Linked DNA regions of Mus musculus: all the other regions are linked to region 1. The links are chromatin contacts, called in public Hi-C, HiChIP or PLAC-seq and promoter capture Hi-C maps. All regions are on one chromosome and are shown on one strand. The core of a region is the stretch at or near the end of the contact, and the rest is flanking DNA. Distances in the headings are between cores, read along the strand shown.

Evidence for each region. Promoter capture Hi-C pulls out the DNA fragments that hold promoters and counts their contacts. A called contact is a pair of places that touch in the nucleus more often than the background predicts. HiChIP or PLAC-seq counts read pairs in DNA pulled down with a chosen protein or histone mark.
Region 2: a promoter capture Hi-C map of hippocampal neurons shows a contact between it and region 1, with 4 times the contacts expected there. The contact joins the promoter of Nob1 here to the promoter of 4922502B01Rik in region 1. A contact is called at or near these places in 2 of 39 promoter capture datasets (cranial neural crest and hippocampal neurons) and 2 of 115 datasets of contacts at active chromatin or transcription factors (astrocytes and embryonic forebrain).
Region 3: a Hi-C map of ganglionic eminence shows a contact between it and region 1, with 4 times the contacts expected there. The contact joins the enhancer-like site here to the promoter of 4922502B01Rik in region 1. A contact is called at or near these places in 14 of 39 promoter capture datasets (the 3T3-L1 cell line, 3T3-L1-derived adipocytes, the C10 cell line and 9 more), 4 of 484 Hi-C or Micro-C datasets (cerebellar granule neurons, cortical neurons and ganglionic eminence), 7 of 115 datasets of contacts at active chromatin or transcription factors (astrocytes, embryonic basal ganglia, embryonic forebrain and 4 more) and 1 of 9 other capture datasets (embryonic stem cells).
Region 4: a contact with region 1 is called in a promoter capture Hi-C map of hippocampal neurons, with 16 times the contacts expected there. The contact joins the enhancer-like site here to the promoter of 4922502B01Rik in region 1. A contact is called at or near these places in 14 of 39 promoter capture datasets (the 3T3-L1 cell line, the C10 cell line, HPC-7-derived erythroid cells and 9 more) and 2 of 115 datasets of contacts at active chromatin or transcription factors (astrocytes and embryonic forebrain).
Region 5: an H3K4me3 HiChIP or PLAC-seq map of embryonic forebrain shows a contact between it and region 1, with 10 times the contacts expected there. The contact joins the enhancer-like site here to the promoter of 4922502B01Rik in region 1. A contact is called at or near these places in 6 of 39 promoter capture datasets (the 3T3-L1 cell line, the C10 cell line, cranial neural crest and 2 more), 5 of 484 Hi-C or Micro-C datasets (cerebellar granule neurons, cerebellum and cortical neurons) and 4 of 115 datasets of contacts at active chromatin or transcription factors (astrocytes, embryonic forebrain, forebrain and 1 more).

What each region holds. Positions count from the first base shown.
Region 1 is chr8:109,246,148-109,252,015 of GRCm38.p6, reverse strand. It overlaps 4922502B01Rik (RIKEN cDNA 4922502B01 gene), which reads left to right and starts at 2,271. Exons shown (of 5, transcript NR_151498.1): 1 at 2,271-3,256. It overlaps D030068K23Rik (RIKEN cDNA D030068K23 gene), which reads right to left. Exons shown (of 10, transcript NR_126329.1): 9 at 2,093-2,159; 10 at 1-912.
Region 2 is chr8:107,422,520-107,428,387 of GRCm38.p6, reverse strand. It overlaps Nob1 (NIN1/RPN12 binding protein 1 homolog), which reads left to right and starts at 3,350. Exons shown (of 9, transcript NM_026277.3): 1 at 3,350-3,422; 2 at 3,518-3,650. The coding sequence starts at 3,360.
Region 3 is chr8:107,821,479-107,827,346 of GRCm38.p6, reverse strand. Gm39242 (a long non-coding RNA gene) reads left to right here. Exons shown (of 3, transcript XR_879158.1): 2 at 316-403. It overlaps Gm42040 (a long non-coding RNA gene), which reads right to left. Exons shown (of 3, transcript XR_879157.1): 2 at 5,857-5,868; 3 at 4,057-4,492. Among named protein-coding and RNA genes, the nearest start is that of Gm39242, 9.9 kb to the left of the region's middle. Within about 2 kb of position 2,581, at least 43 of the 459 cell types and tissues checked have an H3K27ac peak or open chromatin away from gene starts, as enhancers often do. A contact at or near this core is called in astrocytes, embryonic stem cells, ganglionic eminence and 1 more, where this site is marked.
Region 4 is chr8:107,976,865-107,982,732 of GRCm38.p6, reverse strand. No RefSeq gene overlaps it. Among named protein-coding and RNA genes, the nearest start is that of Gm39242, 150 kb to the right of the region's middle. Within about 2 kb of position 2,097, at least 28 of the 459 cell types and tissues checked have an H3K27ac peak or open chromatin away from gene starts, as enhancers often do. A contact at or near this core is called in hippocampal neurons, where this site is marked.
Region 5 is chr8:108,242,398-108,248,265 of GRCm38.p6, reverse strand. No RefSeq gene overlaps it. Among named protein-coding and RNA genes, the nearest start is that of Gm34675, 64 kb to the left of the region's middle. RefSeq lists an enhancer at 1,435-4,443. Within about 2 kb of position 2,460, at least 21 of the 459 cell types and tissues checked have an H3K27ac peak or open chromatin away from gene starts, as enhancers often do. A contact at or near this core is called in embryonic forebrain, where this site is marked.

The DNA of each region.
Region 1 (5,868 bases), core at 1,022-3,521:
AATTCAAAAAAAAAAAATCTCAAAAGCACCATCATTTTCTTACTCCTAGAAAAGAAACATTTTAGGGAGGATAGAAGCGGTCTTGGGAGGGGCTTATCTCATCTCTCGAAGAACTTCTGAAGGGGTTGTCTAGTTGGGAAGAGGAAAGACGGGGTTGTGTTTGATTATTTGACAAAATCTATAATGGCTCCATATACTGTACAGGATGAGGCAGTGCCACGCTGACTTCTATCGCTCTACTCCAATAAGCAGACAACGTTCCCTCAGCAGTTGCTAGTTTTGCTGCGGGCTTTCCCTGCCCCCCCTGCACCAGTGCGGAAGGCAGAGTGTGCCAAGCGGCTGGCGTCTGTACCCTGTGGGAAAAGTTAACTGTAATTCTTCGGCTTTTAAAATCAATTAACCCGTGTGTTAATTAACGTCAAGTCGACGGGAGGAGGAGAAGAAGGGGAGGGCGGGAGAAAAGAAAAAAAAGCTGCAAGGGCGGATGGCAGAAGAGTTGGCACGGTGCCATCCATTCAGGGGCAACGCCACAGTTTCGTGTGATAGCAGCAGCGGGTATATGTTACCGGGCCCTGTATGCGGGCCAGACAGTGCGGTAAAGCCAAGGGAGATTATCCAGACCCCCAGGAGCGAACAGCAAGCAGCAACGCAAGGCGCAAGTGCCAGGATTACAGCCCAGGCTGCTCCAACTATGAGCCCTTCCTTGGACCCTGGGAATCGGCTACTTGGGGTTTTGGGGTCTTCCACACCAAAGAAGCACAAAGCTGACTTTAATCACTTTTTTCATTTAAACTTGATTCTGCCGCAGTGGAAGAGCCAGCACGGCGGATGTTTTCACACCCAGCAAGACAAAGGCCGTTGTCTCCGCCATGACACCATTCCGTTCCAAGCAGAGGCCGGGGTCCTGGACATCTTGAAAAATCAAAAAGAAACAAGGAAAACAAACAACAGATACAGCGACAGTCAGAGAAAATCATCAACCACCCAAACTGTTTGTCCGTTGCCCATGCCAAGGGTGATGTGGGCATCTGTTGCAGCAGAAGGCACTTGTGTGGGCTATTTTTGTTTTTTCATTAATTTTTTTTTGAGAGGGCAAGCTACTGGCTTATTTGCTACTCAACTTCGTTTATAATTAACTTAAAAAAACAACAACAACAACACACCGTTCAGCCAAGTCAACAACAAAGAGGAAAGGCAGACATCGGAAGAGAAATGCCTGAGGAATCGGCATGAATGCATGCCACAGCCGGTACCACTTGCCATTCGGAAAACCTCAGGGAAAGATGCCAATTTTATAGCTCCGAAGAAGGCAGAGAAGGAAACATAAAGGTCTACAGATAGAAATTCTAAGGAAGGAATACTGCTTTCCCAATCCTGGATGGAAATGGCACACAGCCTCTGCTGAGAGAAAAGAGGGAATGTTTAAAAGGAGCTATCTAGATGGGTAGACGTGAAAACAGGCAACCATCGAGTGCATATAGAGATGTGTGTAAGGCTCTGCGTGTATACAAATACACAGACTCTCTGACAAACTGAATGCTTAGCTATGTATATATTTTCATGCTATAGGTATGGGTACGTATATAGGTGTATATGGTTTGCACTTACACGTGTGTGGGGTGGTGTATGCATGTCTGAGAAGTGGGAGAGGATGGCAGAGGAAAGACTGGGAGATCTGAGTATGTACTTGTATGTGTGTGTGTATGCATCCCACTCTCTAACCCAGGTACACACAGAAGACAAAATAAAAATCATACTGGAGCAGCAAGCAGGCAGCCAGAGATTTATCTACATTCGCTGCTATCACCGGGGAGATGAATGGGGTCGTCTGAAGCCCCTTTACAAGATCCACTATGGGAGTGGAGGAGGAGGAGGAGGAGGAGGAGGAGGAGGAGGAGGAGGGATGCCACACACACAAGTACAAACTTGAAGGCAGAGAGATTTGGAAGGGGCTACCAGGCAAACCCTGGTGGCATGATGCTGAGGAGCAGAAGGGAAAAGAGCCTTGTCTCTATGTTTTAGGTGCTTAAGGAAAAAAAAAAAAAAAAAAGACATCCTGCAAAAGGGTCTGAGGGAAGCGGCTGGTACTCACGGTTTCTGCGTTGCTGTGAATCCTGAAGGTGTTCTGTTGGCACCGGGCGCTGAGCCAGGGGCAGGCGCTGGAAACAAAAGGGAGACACACACACAAAAATTAAAGTCAATTCAATGGGAATATTAATTGCTGCTCTTGTGGATTTTACAAAACACACAAACTGTTTTCATTTTTGTTCTTTTTCTTTTTTTTTTTTTCTTTTAATTGTGGATTGGCGCGTGCCCCTTTCGCATGGAATATACAAGTAGTTTGGGATTTACAGTCCAGTTACGGGACTCAGGATTAACTGCGCTGGCATCTTTTGGGCATATCCTTCCTTTTAATGAATAAGCTTTCGCTGTTAATGAGGAATAATCGTTTGGCTAATGAGCTTTGAAACATTAAGAGAAAAGAGGTTTTTTCCCCCCGTTAATCGCTCTGGTGCGACTGCATGGATGGATTACAAAAGACAGCACTAGTGCAGTACAAAGGTTGGGGGAGCTCCTTGGGAGTGGGAGAAGCACCGAGTGGGAGATGTGCCCCTGCATCTCTTCTTCCTTCTCTCTTTCCCCTCTCTCTGCCAACTGCTATGGGTTTCCATAACTCCGCAATCGAAGTGGATGGTCGGGAAGGATTATTATACAGAGTAAAGCCTCCGCTGTTAATGTCTCCAGTGTTTAATCATCATACAGTAGGATGGTTTTATGCATATTTCATTTGCATATCATTAAACTACGTTAGCGAGGGGGCACCCAGAGCCGAGAGGAGCACAAAGTTGGGAAGACAGGGAAGGAAAAAGAGATTCCCTATGATGCTTATCTTCAAACGGGGGCTTGTTCCTTCCATGATGTGTCTTCTGCCTTTCTAAAATCATTATGACTTGGAAACCTTTGAAGTTGGATACAACCTTGGATTCCTCTAATTCCTGCAGAGCGGTATATTTTTAAGATCGGCAGCAATGTCCCTGCACTAGACAATTAAAGGAATATAAACTCCAGTGGGCTGAGACTAGTAGCTCTTTGGGGAACACAGTGGCAGGAGCTTCTACAAATACCAACACTTAAAAAAAATCATAATAAAGAACGTCATACCAAAAACAAAGAAAGAAGACAAGAGATTTTAACATGTGGATTATATTTGTTTTGTTTGGGGGGTAATAAGCTAAAGAGAGTGAAGAAGTCATTGGTAATTTATCCCCTCATTAATGAAGTCACCCTTTTTATTTGTGTTTGTTTTTGTCCTTTAATTGTGAAGACCGGTGCTGTCGCAGTTTTGAAGAGGTTAACCAGTTATTGTGTAGCTCTGATCTTTCCCCCACCCCACACCTGACAGAAAAGAAAGGTGGTGGTTCGGGGAGTTGTGAGTACTGGGGATGTCTGGGGGGAAGTGGGAAATACAGTGAGTTCTTTGTGGATCTTATACATGCTCAACATATTAATTGAGGGCTTTTAAAGTTCCCTCAATAGGCTATTTCATTCTTGGTAAACCAGCAGCTGGTTAGCCACTGTTGGTGACTCTTCAAATATCACTTTAACGATTTTTTATTCTGTTGCCGTCCATTTTTGTTTTGTCCGTAGCCAAGAAGGAGAATGTAATACCGCTCTTTCTTTACCATGCCCCTTCCGTCTTCTTCGTGTCCTATTTTCGAACTGTGAAACGGTGTTGGTTTAATATTGAATCCTGGTGCACGGCATAACTGCACAACTTGATTTGGAAATGAGACACTGGCTTATATTTAAATTATCTCCACTCCTCCCTTATCCTCCAAAGCTTTGTCTCTGCTATGAATATTCAGATGAGACATGATGTGATTACACTGTACAATTACTCCTATCCACAGTGGTGGCAGGCGCTGCTGGGGAGAAAGAGCCTCCAAGCTAGTGTGGAGTTTTGTTTTCGGTATTTTTTTTCTCCTATCTCCTGGCACCTCGGCACATGCAGATGTCGCTGTTGTTCTTTATAAAGCTCTAATGACATGCAAAGGCATAACGACTTGGTTTGGATGCAAAGCATCAACTGAGTGTTATGGATGTCTTTAAGAAAGAGAAAGAGAAAATCCTGACTGAAGGAATGTCCACATAAATTATTTTTATTTAAATGAATTCAAAGGATGGGGTGAGGGCAAGTGAGGAGTCACATGGAAAACATGCATAATATTAATATGCACAAAGAATTCTTACCGAGGACAAGCGCCTCACTACAGCTCATGGGACAAACAGGTTCATTAGGAGACAGCTCTGAGCGGCTACGGCATTTTGGTATTTTGATTTTTTTTTTCCCCTTAGTTTAAACGAAGAGTCAGACAGATGTGCCTTCTTTGCATGAGAGCATTGAGATGGATCCAATCTGTGAAATTTGCTGCCCAAATAGCATTTCTAATGGAACCTGGGACTAAACAAGGGCTTGGATGTGGAAGGGAGGGGAGAAGAGAGAACCCACGAAGAGGAGGCTACTCAGCCACTGCGAGGCTTTTGGTAGCACAGGAAGCTGTCAGAAGCCATCTTTGCTCCACTGGTCCCAGGTGTGGGCTCCAGATCCAGAGAGCCATCAGGGTTCACCAAGATGAACACTGAGCGGGCCCTTGTAGGTCTGAGGCAGAGGAAAGCGGCAACAGCAGCAGCGGCTCGGTGCCTACCCCCCTACCCCCTCAGTGGTCTTCAGCCCAGAAGCCAAAAGCACAGCTACTCCTTTGGGATGCAGTAGATTGCCTCCTGGTCCAGGTATTTGTGGAAGAAGGAATATCTTGGTGCTATCGAAGAGTGCGTTGCTAAAGAGCAGACGGCATCATCCGCTGCTTAAGGAGGCCTGATAATTGCGGTGCTGGTTGGTTCTCAGGGTAATGATGTCTTCTGGGCTTCTCTGACATTTCGGAGTGCTGGCATTAGGAGTCTCCATTCAGTGCATGTTTACGATAGACAGAGGTAGGCAGACAGCGACTGAGTCTGTTGGGTGGATTCAGAGCTAGTAACATATTTGTACCACTTCTCAGGTTTCAAAGGGGTAGCAGAGGGTGAAGCAAGAAGTTAGATGGAAGATTTTGTTGATTTTCTTGGCCAGGTGGATAGTCCAAAGTACTTTGATAAACGGGTTAAATTTATATCTTTTGTTTAAATTATCTGAACAAAGTCTAAATTTGATCTGTATATCTGCACAACTTTTCTACTTAAGGCTGGCCTAGAACAGGTCCAATTGTAATTATGTTATAAATTGTGATTTTTCACCTACAATCTCCATAATTTCCATCACACACACACACACACACACACACACACACACACACACACACACACACACACACACACTCTTCAGCTATCATGGCATGTAAGTGTTGTTACAGTATAGCAAAGTACAAAGAATGGAGAATTAAGGCTCTTTGGAAAATTTCTATTTAATCTTAATTATTCTAGCCTCTAACCTCTTATTTCTCCATTGCCAGAATTGTGGGTGTTAAATTTGGAAATAATGCACGTAAAGGACTTGGTGCAGAGTCTGTAAATAACACATCTTAAATACATGGTAAATTTTGTTATTGCTATTGTTGCTATTTTGGTGTATCGTTTAGTATTTGAGAGAGTTAAAAGAAAAGGGAAATGTTTACTTCTTAGCTATACAAGGTATCGTGAGAAAGATTAACTAGGCACATAGAGTAAATGCTGCCCTGGCATACGTGGGTATGAGCTTCAGTCTGACTTCCGACTGCAGATCATTTATGTGGTATTTACTTTACTCCTCTCAAATGAATATATATGCCAGTCATGTTGGTGACATCTGTGGTCTGATAAGAGTTCTACCCTAGT
Region 2 (5,868 bases), core at 2,101-4,600, 1.8 Mb after region 1:
CTGGCTGTCCTAGAACTCACTATGTAGACCAGGCTGGCCTCCTGAGTGAGACTGGGATTAAAAGTGTGTGCTACCACTGCTCAGCTAGTTTTATTTTTTAAAGTCAGGGTCTCTCTCTAGCCCTAGCTAACCTGGAAGTCACAGTGTAGTCCAGGCTCACAGTGACCCTCCCACCTGGCACTTCTGATTGACAACATCACAAGCATACTGTGCGTGAACAGCCACACCCAGCCTTGTCCTTTTATGTTTTCTTTGAGTTAGGGTCCCATGTAGCCCAGGCAGGCCTTAAACTCTGTATAATAGGTGATTTTAGATCCCCTGGGCCACCAGAAATGTCACTTTTCAGGTCCTGCCTATACCTACCATGTCAGAAACTGAGACCCAGTGAGCTCATTTGTACAAGCTCAACAGGGGGTTCTGATGCACACTTGAGTTTCAGAATCACTGACCCACATCAGAGTCTTCTGTGTCATTTATCTGAGACAGAATCACTTGTAGCCCAGGCTCGACTTAAACTAGATATGTAAGCAAGAGTGACCCTGAACTCTCAATCTCCCTACATGTCAGCGATCCTGCCTTCAAGCCAAAGTGATGGGGCTGTCTGCATGAGGCACCAGGACTAGCTTTAGGTCAGTTTTTCTTCTAGGGTTGAAACCCCAGAATCTTTCATCAACTTGTGTAAATCTCTTTATTAGACTCTGGTTCCTGTATCTTCACTCACTGTTTAGGTCAATGTAGAAAGTCCATTGCAGATAGAGAAATCGGGGAAAGAGATAAAAATTTGATTTAGAAAACTGAAGCCGGGCGGTGGTGGCACACGCCTTTAATCCTAGCACTTGGGAGGCAGAGGCAGGTGGATTTCTGAGTTCGAGGCCAGCCTGGTCTACAAAGTGAGTTTCAGGACAGCCAGGGGTATACAGAGAAACCCTGTCTTGAAAAACCAAGAGAGAGAGAGAGAGAGAGAGCAGAGGTGGAAGGGTGCAGACAAACATCTCGAATTGATGTTGACATTCTGTAGTGCAATGAACATTGGTTGTTGGTGAGTGGAAGGGAGGAGGATGGCTCAGAGATGCCTACCTTGAATGCTTTTGTTGGTAATGCCTTAAAAAATAAAATAAAGTTAAATAAAATAGGACTAGGAAGTGGTAGCATATGCCTGTAATATCAGCACTGAAGCAGAACTCTTGAGTTTAAGTCCATCAGCGATATATAGAAAGACTCTAAGATAATAATTATTGGAGCTCTAACAAGTGTAGATGCTAGGAAATTTCAGATGGAACTTCCTAGGAAGAGTGGACTTGGGACAAGGATTGGACATACATGATTTTTTTTTTTTTTTTAGAATAGGTTTTATTCAGGGCATGGGGAGGGGAGTAGTTGAGGAAGTAGAGACAGAGAAAGAAAGGAAGAGAGAGAGGGAAAGGAGTAGAGGCCGGCCATGAGCACGTGGAGGGAGAGGGGGGAGGGAAATGGGAAGAGAGGGGGAGCAGGAGCAAGAGGGCAGAGCAAGAGAGCAAGAGCGACATAAATGCTTCGAGAGAGCCCTTTTAGGGCTGGACAGATGGCTTACCTGTTAAAAGCAGACCAGAAAGAATTAGATTCCCACCACTTAGATTAGGTGGATCACAAGTGCCTGTGACTTCAGCCCACGGGGAGTGGCACGCGCACGCGCACACACAGACACACACACACACACACACACACACACACACACACACACACACGCACGCACACTCGCACGTGCACACACGCACACGGACGCACAGATTTAAAACTCACATATATACATGATTAGAGTTTGTATACTGTGGCCATTAATACCTGGCAGATAGTTGCTATTTGCTGAAGAAAAGAACTTGAATTGATGAAGGTGCAAAAAGTTAGGTAGAAGGTACTGTGTTTGCAAGGCAAAAAGGAGAGAATTGGATGAAGAGTGAGAAGCCAGGGAGAAGGCAAAGAATCACCAAAACCAGCTAAATCCTGAAAGAAGCTACAGTAGGCAGTGTCAGCTCCTGCAGAGGAGTGGAGCTAGCTGAGAAAGGATTCCAAAACACTGAGAAAATTTTCCATAAAGTTGGATAGTCTTCAACTGGGGTCTTATTTCAGAACAGGCAGCACTGTTGGAAGCTAGAGATTGGAGCGATTGAGGGGTAGGAAGATTGGTGATATAAAATATTTGGGGATTAGGTTTGGTGGTCACAACTTTAATCCCAGAGCAAGAGAGGTAGAAGGAGGCAGATCTCTGAGTTCAAGGACAGCCAGGGCTATGAAGAGGCAGCAAGTTGCATCTTTACCTGCCTAGCCTGAGAACCTGTATTCCATAGCAGTCTCTCTCTCTTTTTTTTTTTTTTTTTTTTTTTTTTTTTGTTTTGTTTTTCGAGACAGGGTTTCTCTGTGTAGCCCTGGCTGTCCTGGACCTCACTTTGTAGACCAGGCTGGCCTCGAACTCAGAAATCCGCCTGCCTCTGCCTCCCCAGTGCTGGGATTAAAGGCGTGCGCCACCACGCCCGGCCCCCATAGCAGTCTCTTAGCAGAAGGAGATAACTGACTCCTGTGGTTGTCTTCCAGCCCCCACAGGAGCACCTGGAATGCTCCCCCACCCCACCCCCCGTGTAATTTAAGATGTTTGGGGATGCAGAAAATATTTAAGTCAGACGAAGGTACCATCCCGGCACTGAAGGGTTTTTGATACGGGACAGATGAGTAAATGAAAGCAGTTGCTAAAGGCTCAGATCAGCGTTGCCAGCATGTAGTAGCCCAGATCTCCTAATCCCAGAATTGAAAGGAAAATCGGAAGTCATTAATAGTCATTACTACCCCTTCTGTTCGATTTTCTAGAAAATCATGTGCCTTGCTTAGGGAGATGGGGCAAAGGTATAAAGTAATACAGCCATTGTCCCAAGATATTCAAATAAAGTAGGACTGCGTGGCTGTATAACACAACGGATTTTAAAAAGTGGTTTCAAGTCAGTTCGGAGGTTATCTGGCCAAGTCAGCTTGGCTTCCTTGCTTGTAAAATCGAATATACCCTACTGATTTGTTGTGATTTGTTGTTTCTAGCTACTGACTTTCAACCATATGCCATATCTACAGGTTTTTCCTTTAAAAGTAAAGAAAGTTCTATGAATTCCGAGGACGATTACTTAAGGAGTCCCTCAACTTTAATCATGCACATAGCCCCCCAGGCAGGGCAAGCGGCGCGGCTGTGTATGCGCGCAGTCCTGAAGGGGTGGCCGGTGGCCGCTAGGGGGCGCCGCGAAATCGCAGCAGCTGTTCCTCCGGTCTGAGGAAGACTACTGTGCAAACCCAAGAACGGCGCAGGCTCCATACGCATGCGCGGTCTGTCCTTGACAGCCAACATGGCGCCGGTGGAGCACGTTGTGGCTGATGCCGGAGCTTTCTTGAGGGACGCGCCTCTGCAGGTACTGGGGATCCCGCCGCGGGGCCTGGGCTTGAGGCCCTCCAGGGATGCGTGTGGGGTCAGGCGAGCGGGATAACTGGGCCGGTCTGTCCCCAGGACATCGGGAAGAACATCTACACCATCCGGGAGGTGGTGCGAGAGATTCGCGACAAGGCCACGCGCAGGCGGCTGGCAGTGCTGCCCTACCAGCTTCGGTTCAAGGAGCCTCTCCCAGAGTACGTGCGGCTGGGTGAGTGAGTGCCCCGGCCCAGCCTTGTGGCAGACAGACCCGCCCCGATCGGTAGCAGGCAGCGTTTGTTTTAGAGACAGTCGGTTCAGCCTGGCTTTAATAGTGCCAGCCGTGCGCTCCACGGTGTATCACAGGCTTTAAGCTTTATCGTGAAAATAGTAATAATATCTGCCTCCCCTCCGCGAGGACTGAAGACCATGCGGATATACCTCTTGGAGAAGTGTCTAGCAAATTGGACACATGAGGTAAAGTTGTGTAGACTCCTAAGACTCAGTGCGAGAGCGCTCTACAAGTATACAGAAGGCTCTGGGTGAATTACAAATAGAGAACCTAGATCTGTGGTCCTGTGTGTAGGGTGATTATAGTTTCCAGTGGAGGCAACCTCAACTCAGAAAAAGGCATGCAGGCTGGGCGTGGTGGCGCACACCTTTAACTCCAGCACTTGGGAAGCAGAGGCAGGCGGATTTCTTCTGAGTTTGAGGCCAGCCTGGTCTACAGAGTGAGTTCCAGGACAGCAAGGGCTACACAGAGAAACCCTGTCTCGAAAATAACAAAAATAAATAAAGAAAGAAAAGAAAAAGGCACACGATATAGACAGTGGTGCAGTCTTCGTCCCGGGGAGATAGGTTTCAGGGTCATGGGTCCCAGGCCAGCCTGAGCTAGGTAGTGAGACTGTCATATTAAAAATAAAAGGGGATTGGGCCCAGTGTGATGTCACATGTTTTTAGTCCAAGCCCTCTGAAGTCAGAGGTTCCAAGCAAGCCAGGGCTATATATGTAGTGAGATCTCATCTCAAAAATAACAAATTTTAAAAAGGAAAGGGGATGTGTTTAGGGCTTGCATTAGTTCTGAAAAAAAAAAAAAATAGCTGCCTAGGGGTCATCGTCCTCTTCAGGAATCCAGGTTAGTAGGGAGTGGAGGCGTCACTGAGGCAGATGGTGGTCAGGGCTCTACCTGCTCTGCAGTGGTTTCTGTAGCTTTTCCCTCCGACTTGATAGTTACAGGGTCTCTGTCAAGTGGCTTCAACTTTCCAAAATACTAGTAGTACCTCATAGGATACGGTTGGGAGGAAATGGGTCAACATATAATCTACATGCTAACAAAGCACTCACATGCATTTAAAAAAAAGGGTTTTTGTTTTGTTTTGTTTTTGTTTTTGTTTTTGTTTTTTTGAGACAGGGTTTCTCTGTGTAGCCCTGGCTGACCTAGAACTCTGTAGGCCAGGCTGTCCTCAAATTCAAACCACCTGCCTCTGTCTCCCCAGCGCTGGGGCCAAAAGCATGCACCAGCACTGGCCGGCAAGTAAGTGAATCTTACTACAGATACTGGGAACATTTGCTGGGTGCCCAAGGAAGCTTGTTTGTTTTGAGGCAGAGGCAGGGTCTCTCCTCTTTATGTCCAGCTTGCTCAGGACTCTCCATATAGACCAGGCTGGCCTTGAACTCAGAATTGCCTACATCTGCCTCCCACATCCTAGTATTAAAGGAGGTATGTACCATTCTGGGACTGGAGAGGTGACTGAGCTCTTCTGAAAAGCAGAGGTTCACTTCCCAACACCCACATGGCAACTCGGCCATCTGTTAACTCCAGTTCCAGGGCATCTGACACCCTCTTCTGAACTGAGGGCACTAGGCATACACGTGGTGGACAGACTGGCATGTATACATATCAAAGCCATTCATAAGCATAAAAATAAAGATATGTACGGCCACGCCCTGCTATTAATACCAATTTTTATAGGAAATGTAGCAGTGTGTCTGTCACTCACGCCGTTATTATAAGAAGACACTTTTCTGATATGAGAAAATTGTGTGTTTATTGACAGTGTCTCAAACACTGTAGTAGCCGGTGCCATTCACTGTGGATCAAGTATAGTGTGCTGTTCTTAAAATCTTTAACAAACTGACCATTAGGGGTTGGGAGTTTAGCTCAGTGGTAGAGCACTCTCCTAGCAAGCGCAAGGCCCTGGGTTCGGTCCTCAGCTCTGAAAAACAAACAAACAAACAAACAAACAAAAAAACCACAAAAGACCGACCATTAGTACACAGTGCCTCTCTCGGTTTCATCAGAGGCCGTGGTTACAGCCCAGGTAACTTTCTGTCCCATCCTGCACTCAAACCCTCTGTTAATCTGGCTGCTGTACAGAAGTAAAGAGTAGAGCTTAGAAAGAAGAAAGGCGTATACTGATAACCGTGCTTTCCCGAGGAGCTCTGTCTGT
Region 3 (5,868 bases), core at 1,332-3,831, 1.4 Mb after region 1:
AATACAGTTCCTTGTATGGTGGTGACGGCCCCCCAACCCAAAAAATTACTTTCGTTGCTATGTTATAACTGTAATTTTGCTACTGTTATGAATCCTAAGGTAAATATCCATGTTTTCTGATGGTCTTAGGTAGCCCCTGTGAAAGACTGTTAGCCCCCACCCACCCATAAAGGGGTCACCCCCAAAGGTTGAGAACTGCTGCTTTAAATGTCTTCTCATTTATGAATAACACAGGAGGGTCTCTGATGATGTTGCTTTCTCTGGCTATACAGCATGAAAGTTGCTTCCGTTAAAAAATCATCATTTGCTTTTTAGGGACCATGTCTTTTAAGCAGTTGGAAGGAGACAGAAGTTGGGCCCGGTCTTACAGGTCTGCAATCGTAGCTGCAATCATGAGGCTGAGGTAGGAGAAGGCCAAGCTGGGTAAATTCATATACAAATTATCCTGTAAAGGGTATGGGCAAACTAGAGATGCAGCTGGGAAGCACAGCACATCCTAGCATGTACAAGGTCCTAGGTTCGATTCCAGGTACTAGAAAAACAAAAGATGGAATCATTATGAAAGATAGCATTTCAGTACCACAAAAATAAATTACAGTATTCTCTGGAGGCAACCCCAGAATACACCTTCCACAGCCAAATCTACCTCTGCTGGAGTCATAAGAAATGGCGGAGTGATGTGTCAACAACAGCAACATTTTAAAGAGCAGCACATCAAGATAAAGGTGCTTGCCACCAGGTTTGTTACCTCAAGTTCAATGTCAAAACCCACACGGCAGAACCAATTCCAGAAAGTTCTCCTCTAACCTTCATATAAGTACCAGTGTATATGTGTACACACACATACACACACACAGGCACACACACATACATACACATACATGCATGCACACATACATGTACACATACATACACACATACATATATGCATACAGATATACACATGTACACACATACATACTCACATGCACATGCATACAAATATATACATATACACACATACACACACATGCACACACACATACACATATACACACATATACATACTCCCACACACACATACATGCACACATGCACACGCACTATAAAAATAAACTTCTAAATAGCAAAATAAGTAGGACCTGTAATCTCAGCACTGGGAGGCTGAGGCAGGAGAAAAACAGGGAGTTGGAGGCCATTCTGAGTTACATTGTGAATTCTAGGCCAGCCTGGGCTACATAGAGAAACTATGTCTAAGAGAGAGAGGGAGAGAGAAAGGAACAAAGAGAGAAAGAGAGAAAGGAAGGAAGGAAAAGGAAAAGGGAAAGGGAAAAGGGGGGAAAGGGGGAAAGGGGGAAAAAGGGAAAAAAAGAAAAAAGGAAAAAAGGGAAAGGGAGGGAGGGAAGCAGGGAGGGAGGGAGGGAGGAAAAGTAAACAAAAATGGCAATACATACATATGCTCTCTACCTTAGACCGAGGTTCCCCCTCAGCCCACCCCCCTGTATATTTAACTCATGTGTAGATTGCTGTGTGAACAGATCCTGCAGTGCACTGTTTCAAAAATTATGACAAGAACAGTCTATACCTGCCTATAGCAGATACAACTCTTTCCCTAATTTTTTTGTATGCTGTTGAAGCCCACGAATACAGAAGCCACAGATATGAATGGATGGCCACATACCCTAATTTAAATAATTTTTCACATGCAAGCAGAAACAGACTGGTTCTAAAATAACTGGTTCAACCCTCAAAAAAAGAGAATCATGGAGGCTAAAGGCACAACTCCATGGTAAAGAGAACTTACTGCTCTTGCAGAGAGTCTGGGTTCAGTTCCCAGCACCCAACTTGGTAGCTCACACTGCCTGTAACTGTAGCACTAGGGAACCTCTCTCTGGTCTCTAAGGACACTAGGTACAGATGTAGTATACTTACGGACAAGCAGGCAAAACGCCCACACAAATAATCTAAAGTAAAAAAAATTTTTTTAAAATATGTATACTCAGTATGGACACCTTCTAAACGTTTCTGAAAAGACAAACATTAAACTAATTGGCAGAATCTTTCATAGCAATTATGACTTGTAAAAAGGCAAAAACACGCGATTGATAATCACTCACGAGGGAAGAAGGACAGGACCTGAAATCTGAAATAACAAATCACTGACTACAACAACATGTGTCTCAGGAGCATCCCGGCCCTCGACTAATAAGATCACAGAGGAGCTGTGTTTCCTGCAACAGAAAAATTCACTTTTAGTGGGTAGGTGTGGCTCTAAAAAATTGCCACATAATTTAGAGATCTGCGGGAATCTTTGGTATTTTTGGAACCTGGTGGAGCCTTTGGGGGTAAAAAAAGAAAAACTCATCACAGCTCCTTTCAGTCTTGGAGGAAGCTGGCACTTCTGCAATGGAGTTGTTAAACAGCCTGGCCATGCCAAAATTCATCATAGCACTGCCCCAGGGAGGCTGCGAGCTGCCTGACCCAGGAGCTCAGAGCGCGCCTGGAACAAAAGGCTAGCAACAATTTCAAAAGGATCCCTAGGAAGCATCCGGGAAGATGCGGGAGTGTCGAGGTGGACTGCGACAAACAGTGGGAGCTGGGAAGTGCTTGCTCGCTGGCTGAGGAAGGCAGAGCGCGCTGTGGAGCTTAGGAAGGGGGTGACTGGGCCGAGCAGGTTCGCTGGCAGAAGCCGCACACGGGATTGCTAGGCAATGGTCAATTTCCACACCATCATCCCAGAGTTAACTACAGAGCAGTGAAGATGGAGTATTGTGAAGAATGCGTCTCACACAGAGAAATGACAAAGAGAGAAAGGGAACAGGGGGGCAAGAGAAAGGGGGGGGGGACCAAAAGGAGGAAGCAAAAAAAGAGAAGGAGAAAGGGAAGAAAAAGGGGGGAGGAGGGGCAAAAAGGATGAGGGAGGGGAGAGAACGGAGAGGCAAGAAGAGAAGGGGAAGCGGAGAAAAAAGGGGGAGGGAGAGGGCAAAGGGAAGGAAGAGGTGAGGGACTGGGAGAATGAAGTCAGGAAGGAGGCAAAGAAAAGAGGGAGGAGATTAAAAGATGTGCATCAGGAGCCAGCGAGGGCACCGGAAGAAAGGAAAGGAAGTTAAAGGTCAAAGGGCAAGAGAAGAATTTGAAGAAAAGGTTTAGCAAAACAAATTTCCAGAAAGGCTGGCCATTTGTGTCAAAAAAGAGTGGTACCAGTGATTGCGAGCATCCAAATTTCTAGCGGTTCATTATTTTATTAATGCCATTCGGGCTTAACACTACTACCCCAGGACTGTAAATAGCAATGATAAGGACATCCAGGTTGGCGTCAATGAAGCTGAAGGATTTTATGTAAAACACAGCCTACAAGCAGAGAGATGACAGCTTACAAACCTTTACATCACATTAAGGAAAAGCCTCGCAAGGATCCACAAACAGCAGTCTTAATATGCAACAGCATTCCCTGCCCTGATGTCCCTATAGAATGATTTGTAATTCCTCTACATGTAAAATAACAAGTCTCCACACCCAAGGAGCGTAGTAAGAAAGTTAATGTATATTTAAAGAGCATGTTACGTTATCTTTAGCCCTATCCCCCACTTGTTTTCCAAAGTGAATAAGTTTATTTAAAAGAAAGAAGAAAGAAAGAAAGAAAGAAAGAAAGAAAGAAAGAAAGAAAGAAAGAAAGAAAAGAAAAGAAAGAAAGAAAGAAGGAAAGAAAGAAAGAAAGGAAGAAAGGAGACAGACATGATTGCTCCACTTGGTTTGGATTAAGAAGAAAGATTTTTTCGGGTTTTGGTTTTGTTTTGTTTTTTTGTTTTTTTGTTTTTTGTTTTTTTTTTGTTTTTTGTTTTTTGTTTTTTGTTTTTGTTTTTTTTTTTGTAGCTATGAGGGAGAGCACTGACAAGAAACGTCAGGAAAAGTCCAGACTAAACTGGGCCCTAGAAACAGAAAGAGAGAGAGAGAGACTGAGGGGAAGGGGGAGAGAAGAGAGAATCCAAGGGCCAAGAGAACAAAAAGCCAAGAACCCCAAAAGGATCAGTAGCCAAAATGGCTATGGTTTTACAAGAGTCAGATTCTGGAGACCGGGAAGCCCAGACCAGGCCTGGGCTAAAAACTTTAGGGTAGGAGGCAGAGTATGTCAGCTGGGAAGGGCGGGGAGGGGGAGGGAGGATGCTGTGCCAGGTAAGGACTGAGGGAGACTGGCAGCCAGAGTCTGCCAAAACTGAAGCTCAATTTTGACTCACAGACTGTGTATTTAGAAACCAACAGTGCTAGTGTAAAAACAGGGTGGTTGCTTTTGATCATCTTCAAATTAGTCACGATAATTACTGTCCCGTCATTGAAGTTCACGGTCCTGGTAGACTGGATGTCTTCGGGGGCATCTTCGGCTTCCAGCAAGACAAGCTTGGGGCTTTTCTGACCCACCACTGGCCACAAAGGTCATTCTGCCATCTCTTGGCTTGGGGGATGTCATGATTTTGTTCACACTTAGTAATGTGCATATGTGTGCCTCCCCTCATCCCTAAAAATAGCAAAATCCAAAGCAACTCAAGTTCATTGTGTTAATATTGTATTTATTATCTGTGCATAGTGTGTGTGCATCTCCCAGATACTTTTGGTCAACTCTCACTTATTGATTTATGCCTAACACAATGTATATGTTAAGTAAAACATCATCGTTACACCACACAGTACAGAAAACAGCGATGTCTGGGAGAGAGCTTACATATGTTCAGTCCTGACTTTTCAGAAGTTTTGGTCTGAGGTTAACTGAGTCTATGGGTTCAAAATCCACATCCATGAACAAGCAAGGGCGTCCTCACATGCACACACGCGCGCGAGCACACACACACACACACACACACAACCGCAGTGACTACAACCAACTCTGCCAGGTGCCTTATCTCTCCAGATGATAGGTAACGCTTTCCTTTCCTTAAAACAGACTCCAGGTACGTTTTTTAGTTGTTTTTGTTTTTTTGTGGTGTAACTTGTTTTGTTTTGGGGAGTTGGAGGGGCTAAAGCTCAATTTCAATGATTCGTTTCCTATCATGGAGCCAGGTAAGATGGTTTGGATGTGAAAAGCTCCCAGCAGACTCCCAGGTTTAAACCCTTGGTGACCCAGCTGGAGGCCCTGCCCCAGACTGGGTCTTTCCTTCACGCCTTTCCCAACACACCAGACTCTATTCTGGAAACCAGGAGCCGAAATAAGACCTTGCTCCCTTGAGTCACCTCTGGCAGGTGGCTGAAGCTCGGAGAAAATAAACTAACTCATCAGTCGAGAGACAAAACTGTAATTTGAACTAGACTCTGAATCCAAATGCCCAGCTCTCACAATGTGAGTTGAAGCAGTCCGAGGGGAGGTTTCAGCCCTCAGGAACGAATGGCTGGGTTGTGAAAACTATACAATTTGAGCCGTCAGCCACTCTTTAAGGAATACCGGATGTCAAAGATTCATGTATTCACTTTGAAACCAAACCCCACCACGCCACTGAAACAACGGCCTTGCCAGTAAGTCTGCTTTACTTCAAAGGTTAAGTAAGCTTGCAAATGCCAGCAAGCATACTTTGGCTGAGGTGGGGTCATGGTCTCTGCAATCCCCTAACCTGAGAGGGTTGCTTAATTGTTTGTCCAAGGAGAAACCTAAGTCCCTTTCAAGCACTACCTCGGGTAAGCGTTGCCATGGGAAAGCCTGAGTAGGCTACATTCCATAGTGGTTGTGCCTCTGTGGGTAAAGAGCGCAGGGAGGAATCTTTGTAAATTGTTGCCAGCCACACCCTAAGCCCAGGCTCCTGCCTCCTTTTATGAACGACCAGTCAAGACAAGAAGTGTGCATGGTACATTAGAGAGCCTCACCATTTAACACCACAGCTGAGAGAGTCCTACCTTTGTCAGTGG
Region 4 (5,868 bases), core at 848-3,347, 1.3 Mb after region 1:
GAAGAGGAATACCATGACATTGAGGTTACCCTGGGCTATACTGTAAAACTCCAAAAATAGTTTATAGGTAGAAATTTAAACAAAACATTTTAAAATGGGTTGAGCTGGGGGTTGCAGCAGCATCAATAATCTAGCACTTGGGGTGTCCAGGCAGGAAGACTGAGAACTCAAGGCCAACCTCGACTACATGGTAAGCTCCTATCTCAAAGGAAGAAAAAGAAAAAGATGTTTTTAAAAATTCCACTTGATTTTTTTTTTTTTTGGCTTTTTTTGAGTTTTGGTTTGTCTGTCTGTCTGTCTGTCTGTTTGTGTGCATGCATTTGTAAGATGAAGTCCTGGAAGATTATAATAAGCAGTGCTCACCATTGTATCAAAACATGAACACAGACTCTCCCGACACATCTTGCTCTTGAAATTGACAGCGTGGTAGTAATTCTGTACTTGGTCTGTTTGAGCTAAACTATTTCTGAAGCCTTGCGTCACTCACAACTACGGGTCTGCATCCCTCGAATTTCTTCTCATGCCACTATCATCCATGTTTCCTTTCATCTCTTAGAGTTGGGTAACTCTGGCACTCACTGTGACGGGACGGCAATTCATATCGCTAATGACAATGGGTAAATCTAGGCAGGGATGGTAAACCACAATACAGCTTAATGAAGCCAGGCCCCTACTGCAACAGCTACACATCCTCAGTCTGAAACTGCACATGCCCAGTTCATAGGGAGTCTACACGCAACCAAAGACACACAATGCTGGCCATCCTAGCATTTCCAAATTGAAGTAGATGTGTCACTGTAAACCACTTACCTTTAATTTCTGTTTTATATTACAGTTGTAGACCTGTTTTGGGTTCTGTTTTTACCATTACATGAATGGGTAGGTCAAGCTTTGTGTCTTCAGGAAAGGGTAGTAGGAACTGAGGGGTGGAGCTTCATGGGTGGAGTTGCTGCCCTAGACCCCAGGAAGCCCTGAGTTTGATTCCCGACACTGCACAAATGAGACAGGATAGCTTGCACCTGTAATTCTAGCACCCAGGAGGTAGAAACAGGATCAAAAAAGATCAGGGAAGCCTCCCTTGGCTGCACAGAAAATTAGAGGCAGCTGCCTAGTGGAGGGAGTAGGTAAGGGGACTCAACAAGTAAGGACACTTGTCTCCGAGTCTGAATCCCTTAGTTCAGTGACTGGAACCCACAGCAGAAGCAGAGAGTTGTCTCCTGAAACTGGCCCTCTTGACCACACACGGGCCATAGCATGTGTGCACATACATGTCAAAACCAAGAAATTCTCATACTATTAGACGTCAAGACAAGACCTCTCCCTTGTCTACAACATTGAAATGCCGCTGCGATGTTTTGGTACCTGGCTTTTTCAATGAGTTGGTTTGGGGGGGTGGGGAGGTTTGTTTCTTTTGTGTCCCCCCCCCGGGAGTTTGACCACAGAGAAGCCATCTGCCTGCTGCAGCTAAAGATGCACCAAGATGCAGACTCTTGAGGTTACTGGGCAAGCTACGACACACAGAGGCTAGTAAATAGAAGCAGCCCCCCCTGAATCCCTTAATTACTAGAACCCCCCCCCCCCAAAAAAAACCAAATGTGGTTTCCCACCCCCAGGGAAGGCACACATGTTTCAAATCCAATGTGGAACAAAAACTAGAAACACAAAGTACCTTAAATTTTTCTGAGAAATTAGCATCAACAGAAAGAAAAACAGCAGTTGCCTCCATGGAAATAGCAGCCCCTCCTCGCCCACAGCCATTTGGATCGGAGATTGTTTGCATTAATAAGGCGTTAGCGTTTGTTTTTTTCTTCTGTCTCTCTCTCTCCCTCTCTCTTGATTGTCAAATGCCAGCCGTTCAATGTCCCACATTTGCCGTGAAATTCAAGGCAATGAGGCTGACAGAATGTAATTTACTTGCATTGAAATATGCCAGGCCCATGATTTGCTTCTCCAGCCTTCCGGGCTGGGGGGTCACATTCAGTGGACCTTCTGAACTCTCAAAGAGGAAGCCAACTTCGCTGAGTCACATACAGCAAGGGTGTGGCAGGTGGGTGGCCACAGGAGCAGATGGCAGAGCCACCAACGCTGTGTCGATCTTTGCAAAGGAGGAAGAACAGCGTAGACAACTTGAAACAAGCAGCTAATCTCCCCTTGAGTCTTGAATTTCTTCACCTTTCTCATCTATACCTTAAAATGAATGCAAATTTATAGGTCAAAAAATGAAGCGCTCGGATTTATTCATCTCTAGAAAATGTAAAAGAGCTGAGAATTTACTAGAGCATAGAACTAAACTGAACTTCATAAATAACCTGGGTGGGTAAAACATTTCATCATCACGCTGAAAAAATTTTTGAAATGGAAAAATAAAAGCCCAGAGAAGTCAGAGCGCATGGGGGGGGGGGAAAGCATTAAAAAATGTGGGGGAGGGGAAGCTTGGGGGCAAGATTTTCCATACATATAAAACAGTCCTGCATTAAAAACCACTTATGGAATTTATGTTCAGGGCCATCTATCATGGAGCTGTTTGAGACATTAAGAATTTGGGGAGAAAATAAATGCCTAATAACATGGAAATCTGTTAAATAAATTATCATCCATCTACACAATAGTGCCAATAAAAATCCTACTGTAAAGGTATTTAATGGCATGGGCAAATATTTCCAACACGATCTTGAATTTTCATGGTGGTTACATAGACTGAAACTAAGGTGTATTTGTGTGTGTGTGTGTGTATGTCTGTGTCTGTATATCTGTGTGTGTTTGTGTTGTGTGTGTACATGTACATGAGTGTGTGTGTGCATAACTGGGTGCACATATCTATACATATGGGCAGAAGGAGAATGATACAATCTTTAAAGTTAACTGTGACGAAATATAGGTGGCAAGACTACAGTTTACTTTTATTTTGTGTGTTCTCTAAGAGAGTATGTTATATAAAATACCTATCTTGATAAGGAAAAGGAGATCATGAGAAAGAAGTAGTCTCACTTCTGGGGAAAATGTAATATCCAGACATCCCAAGGTTTCCTAAGATATTTTCCTCTAAGTAACACCCTCCATCTCGTGTTGGCAAGAAAGAAATGCTTTCTTAGAAAATTTGGAACAAGGACATGATTAGCAGAGGACTCCACTCTGAGAACAAACCCACACACTTGCTTGCATACCTTTGCGGATGCAGATGTGGTTTGTGTATGTGTATACGTCTGTGTGTTTCTATGCGCTTGGGTATCGGGGCACATGGACATCTGCGCACCTGTATGTGGCAGCCGGAGGGTCAACATGAAGAGTCTTCCTCGGTCACGAGACTGGCTGGCCAGAGAGCCCCGGGATCCACTGTGTCTCCCTCCCCAGCGCTGGGATTCCAGGCACACTAAACAAGCTCACTGCTTTTTGTGAGAGTTCTGGGCCAAGGAATTCAGGTTCTCATGCTCGTAGCAGGAAGTCTTTTGCTCCCTGAGCTGTCTGTCGTCTCAGTTTTATTCTGGTTTTGTTTTTCTTTTCTAATTCACACTTAAAATATACTCCTAGCACCAGAGGGATTATGCGGAGCCATAGAATGCTTGATGCACAGTGTGAGGACCTGAGTTCAACCTCCAGCACCTATGAGAAGATAAGCGGGCGATGAATTCGCTTTACATAAAATCAGCACTGTGTGTGCAGAGGCAGGAGGATTGCTGGGGCTTCTGGCCATCAGCCAGCAGAAACTGTAAACTCCAGAGTCTTTTGACCCTATCTCAAGAGAAACGGGTTTAAAGTAATAGAAGATGACACCTTTTGTTCATGTACACACACACACAGAGACACACTCACAGACACTCACACATACACACACAGACATACACACTCACATAGGACAGACAGATACACTCATACACACACACACACACACACACACACACAAGACACACACTCATACACGCAAATACAAACACAGACACACAGTCACTCACACAGGCACACAGTCACTCACAAAGACACACACTCACACACACAGACACTCCCACACAACACTCATATACACACAGACACACACACAAACACACAGACACTCCCACACAACACTCATACACACAAACACACAGAGACACACACACAAACACACAGGCACACAGAGATATATACTCTCAGCATACACACCACACACACACACACACACACACACACACACGCAAACATTCACACACCAAAAATAAATTTTTATGCCAAAATAAGCCAGCATCTGATTACTAACAGATTTAGAGAAACCCATTTCCAAATGTCAGTAGCATCTGTGAATACTTTATTTACCAATTAACAAGAGTGCAGTTTCCAGACAGTATTAGGAATGATTGACACTATCAGGCCCCAATCAGGTACACACCCACTCTTCAGCAGTTCCTGATAGGTCTTGATCAGCCTGCCCTCCCACTCCACAGAGCCCAGAAACACTAGAAGGTATATGAGAGAGAGAGAGAGAGAGAGAGAGAGAGAGAGAGAGAGTGTGTGTGTATGTGTGTGTGTGTTTGTGTGTGTGAGAAAGAGAGGGGGGAGGGAGGGAGGGAGGGAGAGAGAGAGAGAGAGAGAGAGAGAGAGAGAGAGAGAGAGAGAGAGAGAGAGAGCATGCACCATTATTGCATTACTGTTGGGACAGAAGTGAATGCACCCTAGTCAACTTGTATAAGATAAACATCCAACGTCAAGTCCAAAATCATACCAGCTGTGACCAATCAGAGCCCATGGGCAGAAGATAGAAAAACGCAGCGAGAGCCTTTCCTACCAATTAAAGGTAGTCAATATTGATTATCTGAGGGATTGCCTTGCTCAGAAAGCAAATTAGAAACTCAATACCTGAACTATTCCTAAATGCAGTTATCAACTTCAGAGTTTTATCTCATAAAACCAATTCAGCTTAGAGTTTAATTCTATTAAATTAGGGCTTAGAAATAAAATTCGCTCTAGAATGAATGCATCATTAGCTATAAAATGCCATATACTGCAACCCAAAATGTGCTGTATTACAGTTTGAAGAATAAATGAGTAAAGATGGCATCTAAACACACTTCTCCTTAAATATATTTACGAATACAAGAACTGACAGTCTCTTAAGTCTTTCATATAAAACAACTTCTCCAGTCCTGTGGGTTGCTCACAGTCTCACAGTTCGCTCCTTGCTCTTAGACCTCTTAATTCAAAAAAAAAAAAAAAAAAAAAAAAAAAGAATTCTAACTCCGAAAGACTGGAGTGAGGAAGAACTCTGTGTTTCTCAGCTGACACCGTATAGACTACATGGGTTGGTCTAGGCCCATTTTGGTTTGGTTTGTGATGAGATCTCACTATGCCACACAGGCTGGCCTTGAACTCATGACCCACCTATTTCAGCCTTCTATGTCCTGTCCTGGAGTTATGGTCACATTCCATCATTGCTAGCTGGGCTTCCATTGACCAATGGGCTCTGTGGAACAAGGAAAAGAAGACAAACGGACCACAAATAAAAAAGGAAACTGCCCCGATCAAAGCCAGATCCTTGCACATACCAAGAAAACACCCCTTTCTAGTTAGGCAGAGAATCCCTGAGAAGGAGTCAGTAGGTCAGGGGTTGGGAAAGCAGTACCCAGGATGAGTCTTTTGTCCTTGTCTCAGCAGCCTTACATCACTGTGAACATCTTGTAGAACTAAATGACGTGCCCCTGACCAAACCTAACACATGACTCATCCTGGGTACTGCTCCCCTGACACCTGACACAGGAGTGTTGGGGCCAACAACACAAGAAAAATTTGGTTGTTATACATCTGTGAGAAATAGCGAAAGACCAAGAAAGGTGAATCAAACAGAAAGAGACCTTGCGTGTGTCAAAGAACCCCCTGGAAAGCCTGGGTATTGAAAGCTGC
Region 5 (5,868 bases), core at 1,211-3,710, 1.0 Mb after region 1:
CCCTGTAAAACATTGAACCAACAAGTCCTTTTCCTTACGGTCCTGCATTCTATGAAGGCACAGGCTTGGCTCTGCACTTAGCACCTCCCGGTAATTAGCATTGAGGAGATGTAAGAAGCCCCAGTATAAAGGGGAGCTTCTGAGAATCCATAAAGCTGGCTGATGAGAAAGTCAAGTGGGAGGCTGCCTGGCTGAAACCTCTTCAATAGATCTGTAGTCTGGACTTGAACCCTGCCCTCTCACCTCAGGGTCCAATATTTCTTTCTTTTCCATTTTTTCCCCTCCTGTTCAAATCCCCCCCTGCCCCCACGCTCCCTTCTCCTTTCAGCTTCTCTCTGAAAGAGTGATGGATCCAGACATACAAACTGTAAATAAACGTGAATGACCCTGTCTCCATAGCCCCCACCTCCCCTTCTGCTGCCAAAGAAAACTGGGAGGGAAGGAAGAGAGAGAGAGAGAGAGAGAGAGAGAGAGAGAGAGAGAGAGAGAGAGAGAGAGAGAGAGAGATCCTGACTTCCTCACAGGTAATTAAAGGGACTATTTTCAAGGTTGCATGGGCAAAAGACAATTCAGTCCTAATGAAGCATCGATCGACTGGCACTAAGGTAGAAAGGGGCTGACATTCATTCAAAGGTACCTTTAACTGATGGAGCACACTGCACCAGGAATTGCTCCTTCTCTGCTGTCATTCCCTGGGACCTGAGTTGGGGGGGGGGGGGGATGGGGGGGAGGGGAAAGTTTGCTTTAAATTTGTTTTATTTCCATGTTGCTGCAAATGCATGTGTCAGACTGTTTTCTTTCCTTTAAAAAAAAAAATTGGAATGCACTAATGTCCAATCTGGGTGGTATTAAGGGACCGGGTTTCCTTTGCTTAGGGTCAATTTTCTTCATTAGTGAGCTTTAAAAGCTCACCCATTATGCCTGCTGGTCAGGAATGAATGAGACCAGTGATGGCCAAGCACGGGCTCCTCCGGCAGGTTGGGGCACTGTGGTCTGACTGGAAACTCAAACTGGTTTCATTCCACCCGTTTGGTGACTCACTTGGACTGGTGTGGGTCATACTGTGGAGAAACAGCAATCTTATGGAGGGAAAAGGAGTTGAGGACGGAAGACCAGTCTCTATCCAAGGGGTGGTGCCAGTGTGGCCAGGACCCAGAGTGCTTTTCAGAATCAGGTCTTTGAGAACAGAGCCAGCAAGGTGGGGTTTTAAAGTTAACAGATTGACACTAGGCAGAGGCCTGGAGTGACGGTGCCATAGAAGAGCCAGGCCAGTGCCATCTGCCAGCCCACCTGGGGGACACTTCCCCAAGCCCCCTTAGCTCTCTGGACACGGTTTCCGGTGTTTCTCATGATCGCTTAAACTGTTTGTATTCAGACCCCTTTTGAATGGTGATGAGAGTACACAAAAATGATAGTCATGCCGAGAAGTCGGGGTGGATGACAGGGGAGGAGAGACTACTGATCCCGGAACAAGTTGAAATTGGGGGGGGGAGGGCGGCGCTTGCCACGGCCCCACTCCCCCTCCTGCCTTTTCAAGAGTCTCTGCAAGCAACAATAGCAGGCCCCTTCAGAACCAGAAACACAAAGGGAATTTGCTGTGGTTCAGTCCCCACAGTGAGGCCCTTCGGAAGCTGAACACAGTCACTTTTTCTTCCCCTGATAAAAATAAGCGACGGGAGGGTGGGCAGACGGGAATTCTCCTGTACGCCCCCCTCACCGACATCCAGGGTACAATAAGCTGAAGAGAAGGGGGCCTCTCTGACAGAACGTTTCAAATCACAGGCCCTGGCTCACATGCTCTGTCTTTCTTCTCCCCTTTCTCAGAATTTATCATTGTTTCTTGATTTGGCTCTTAATTTTGGTTTGGTTTTGGAAGGAAAGGATGGCAGGGTCTATTATTTAACTCGATAAATAGCATTAGCGTACCGCCTGGCTGCCTCCCCGTCTCTCCCTCTCTCTCTCTCTCTCTCTCTCTCTCTCTCTCTCTCTCCTATTTATTCATTTGTGTTTACATTTCTAAGACATCCCTTTAGCTGAAGGAGGACACTTCCCACATATTGCAGGATTGGCCATTAATGCAAACGGGTAATTTATCGGCTCACACAGCCTCTGAAGTTGAATTTTGTAAAGAAAATCTGGGGCTTAGTATTCTAGGGTTTGTCGCCTCTGTATGCATTTACTTTGTAATTTTCTTCCCTTTATCTTTGAAACAGTTCCTAACATTTCTATTTATCAATTTGATGAGATTTCATTGTAGTTTTTATTTATTTACTTGCATAAACCAAAGCGCAGGTCACCACACAGAAGCAAAGAGCTGTGTACAGAGCACCTGGTGACATTTTTAAAAAGAAGAATCCCCCTTACCCCCCCCCCCCCCAAACCTGGCTAAACTGGAGCCCAGCCGATCCTATCTGCATTAATTTGGCTGAACAACAAGATACTGCCGAGGACAAGCGGAGTACAGCAGTTCGGAGTTCCCAGAATTGGCCCAGCTCAGCCGGAACAATGGCAGCTTCCTATTCACCTTAACCCGGCTTTTCAGAAGAGCATCCCCAGAAACACAAAAGCATCAGCGGGAAATGGCAATTTTTATGAATCCTAATCAATCAAAGGGCTTATTAACTCAATGTGAAGCCAGATTAAAATCTTTAATTATAAATCGTGCTAAAAGGAAAAACAAAATGTACTTATGCTACATTGAAAATTCCGGATATTAACATAGTTGCTATTATCTCGCAATATTACCCTCAACCCCCCCTCAATCTTGCCCCACCCCACAACAGCCTCATCTTTTTCTAGGACTAAAGAACAGGGCTCTACAACCCATTTCACAACCCCGTCGCCATCCTCGATTTATTAAAATATATTCTTTTCTCCCTCCTATGCGTCCAATAGGTTGCCGGGAAGCTGCTTTGGTGTTACAGGAATAGAAGACCCGTTAGGGAGCACCAGGCAGGCAGCTAAGGTTTCAGTGGGACTTTGGGGGCTATTTGAGGGGTAGTTGTTTATTAAGGGGGCAGGGTTGTTGTCCAAGGGTTCACAGGGCTTTTTCCTCTTCTCTTTTGGGGGGTAGGAGGAAGACAGCAATCAGATGTGGAGTATTTTCGCTAACGAAAGTGGCTCGCATGTCTGTGCCCTTAGGAGTGATTGACAGGAGTGGAGATTGCCAGCCCCTGGAAGGGTCCTCGGTGTGTAAGAAACAGCTCTGGGTGCTGCTGGGGCTGAGCCTGCTTCTGCTGCTTCTTGGTCTTCTTCATCTTGGTCTTTTTTTTTTTTTTTTTTTTTTTTTAATCAGGCAGACATTTGGGAAATGACCACAGCAAATTTAATCACAGTTGGGGGGGAGGGGGAAAGAAGGGAGGAACAGCAGAGACTGCGATTCACATGTTTTATTTATTTGTTCAGAGTCACGGCCATGCTATTGTGTGTCCCTCATTCTGTCATTTCAGGCCCCTCCGACCCACCCCCTACCCCTGTCCCCATTGTTAGCGCAAGAAGCAGAGAATATAACCACGTTTTATAATAATAACATATCCAACACTGCAAAAGCAGAAACCTCGCCCCGAGAGGGGGGCCTTTTTTTTTTTTATATTGAAATGATAAAAAGAAAAGAAAAAGAAATCTTTCCATCCTAATGACAATGTAGGACGTACAGATTTGTTCTTTGTGTAAAAATCCAGTGATCTTTGTAATGAGGGTGTGTGCCCCATCCCTCCTCCCGTACATCTGCTGGTATACTACCGTATTTTCATACTTACAAAGTGAGCCCCATGCCACCCAATTGCCTTTAAATTAAACAGGGAGAGAGGGGAAGAAAAGGAAGGAAGGAAGAAAACTGTGTAATCAGAACTAATAAAAAAAAAAAAAGAAAGTAGTAACCCCGTTTAAATGAAGTCCTACTTCATTTATTTTGTTCCACATTCAGACTTCCTTTCTCTGAGCCTTCTACAATTCTCTTTCTTTGACTATTATTCTGGTTTTGGAGACAAGGAATCTCCTATGTCAAAACCAGGTCTCTCGGGAGCCTTACTGATTCCCGCCCTAACCTTAGGACCAGGTTTTATGTACATCCGGTGACAGGATGCAGGTTTTGGAGGGTCCACAGAAGTGGACAGATTTTATCAGTAATCCTGACCGTAAATGGAATTTGATTTTCATATTACAAAGTGAACTCTGTTTTTTTTTTTTTTTTCCTGGAGGGGGGTGTTATTTTTATTTTTATTTTTAATTCAAGCACAGGTCTAAAATAACTTATTTAAATCCCAAATCAAGATAGGGCTTATCCCTGATGGACACCAACCATGTCTGCTCTAGTGGCAAGTCCCAGCTCCCTCTAGGCTCTGTGCTTCCCCCTCCCTAGCCCCTCAGGGGAGGGGGCACTTCATAATGCTCCCCTCTTCATGCAGCCTCTGTTACCAAGCGCCCTGAAAACCTGGCTGTCCTGATGCTCCTGAAACTTGCAACCAGAGACACAATGCCCAAGGTTACTTGAAAACAACTGAAAAAAAAAAAAAAAAAAAAAAAAAACTTGATATTTGAGCAAATAGTCACTCCAAAGGCTGGGGCCTCACACCTGCCCACCGCCCTCACTTCTGCAGAGATCTCCAACTCTTCCACTCCTAATATGGTTAATGTCTGCTTGGTCCCATGTCTCCTCGAGTTCTCTACCTTTCCTGACTTGGAATTTCATAGTTATCTAAAGGTAGAGACGCAGCCAGCGGCAAACGATTGAGTAAAAGATCCCAAATCAGTGTTTATGGCTCAAGTGCACACGGAATCCATTTTGGGGGGAAAAAGGCTTTCAAATTCTCAGAATTCCTCTAAATCCTTAGCTGCTACGCGGCTGTACTCCCCCTTTGAAGGCAAGCGCTGGACCTAATAAACCAAATACTAGAGTCACAGACCCCGGATTCTTCAGTTCTTGGCATAGCTTTTCATGAAATTCAAAAGGGTGCTTTTGTGCTTAACTGAGTTTTCATTTCATTGCTTTTAAATTTGTTAAGCTTGACTTTTGACACTTTAGAACTAATTCTTTTTAATATTTTCAGTGCAGTTACATAGTAAATAATTGTACTCCCTGGAAGGAAGATATTGATCTGTTATTAATGTCAGTTTGTAAAAACCAAAATGTTCTCCGATTTTTTTGTTTTTGTTTTTTTTTGGGGGGGGCTTTTCCCCTCTTTCTTTCTTTCTTTCTTTCTCTCTTTCTTTCATTCTTTCTCTCTTTCTCTTTTTCAGTCAGAGATAAGTCAACTAAAGATATACATTTTCCCAAACATTATCTCTAAGGAACTAATATTTTTGAAATAATACAAACATAGTCTATACAATATATTTACTCTGCTCTATTGAGAGGTATAAACAAAATTAAAAAAATGAATAAAGCCAAGAAAAAAAAAGTTAACTTGTGCAAATAATTATGTGGAGGAGTGCTATTGAGTTGCTATGTAAATAAATTAGACATTAAAATGATTTTAAAACACTAGTCAATGACAAGTCTATCAAAATATGATTACTTTATTCTTTTCTTGTTGATTTATGTTCCTTCTTTACTACAGGAAATAAAAAAAGTTTTTTTTTTTTTTTTTTTTTTTTTTAGTTGAAACAGCCCTTAGTAGCCAAAAATATGGGAGCAAGTATTTGGCTGGAAAAAAAAAAAAAAAAAAGCAGAGATGGAATTTTAGTTGCTTCTCGGAAATTACAAAAGGGACATTGAAAAAAAATAGTTCAAAAGGTAGTACTTTGAAATCGGAATGTCTTTTGACATACTTTTTTTTTCTTTAAATATTCAGGCATAAGCCTGCTTTTCAGATGAGAAATGTCTCAGCCCAACCTTTTTTTTTCTCCCCTTTTCTGCCTGAAAGAAAA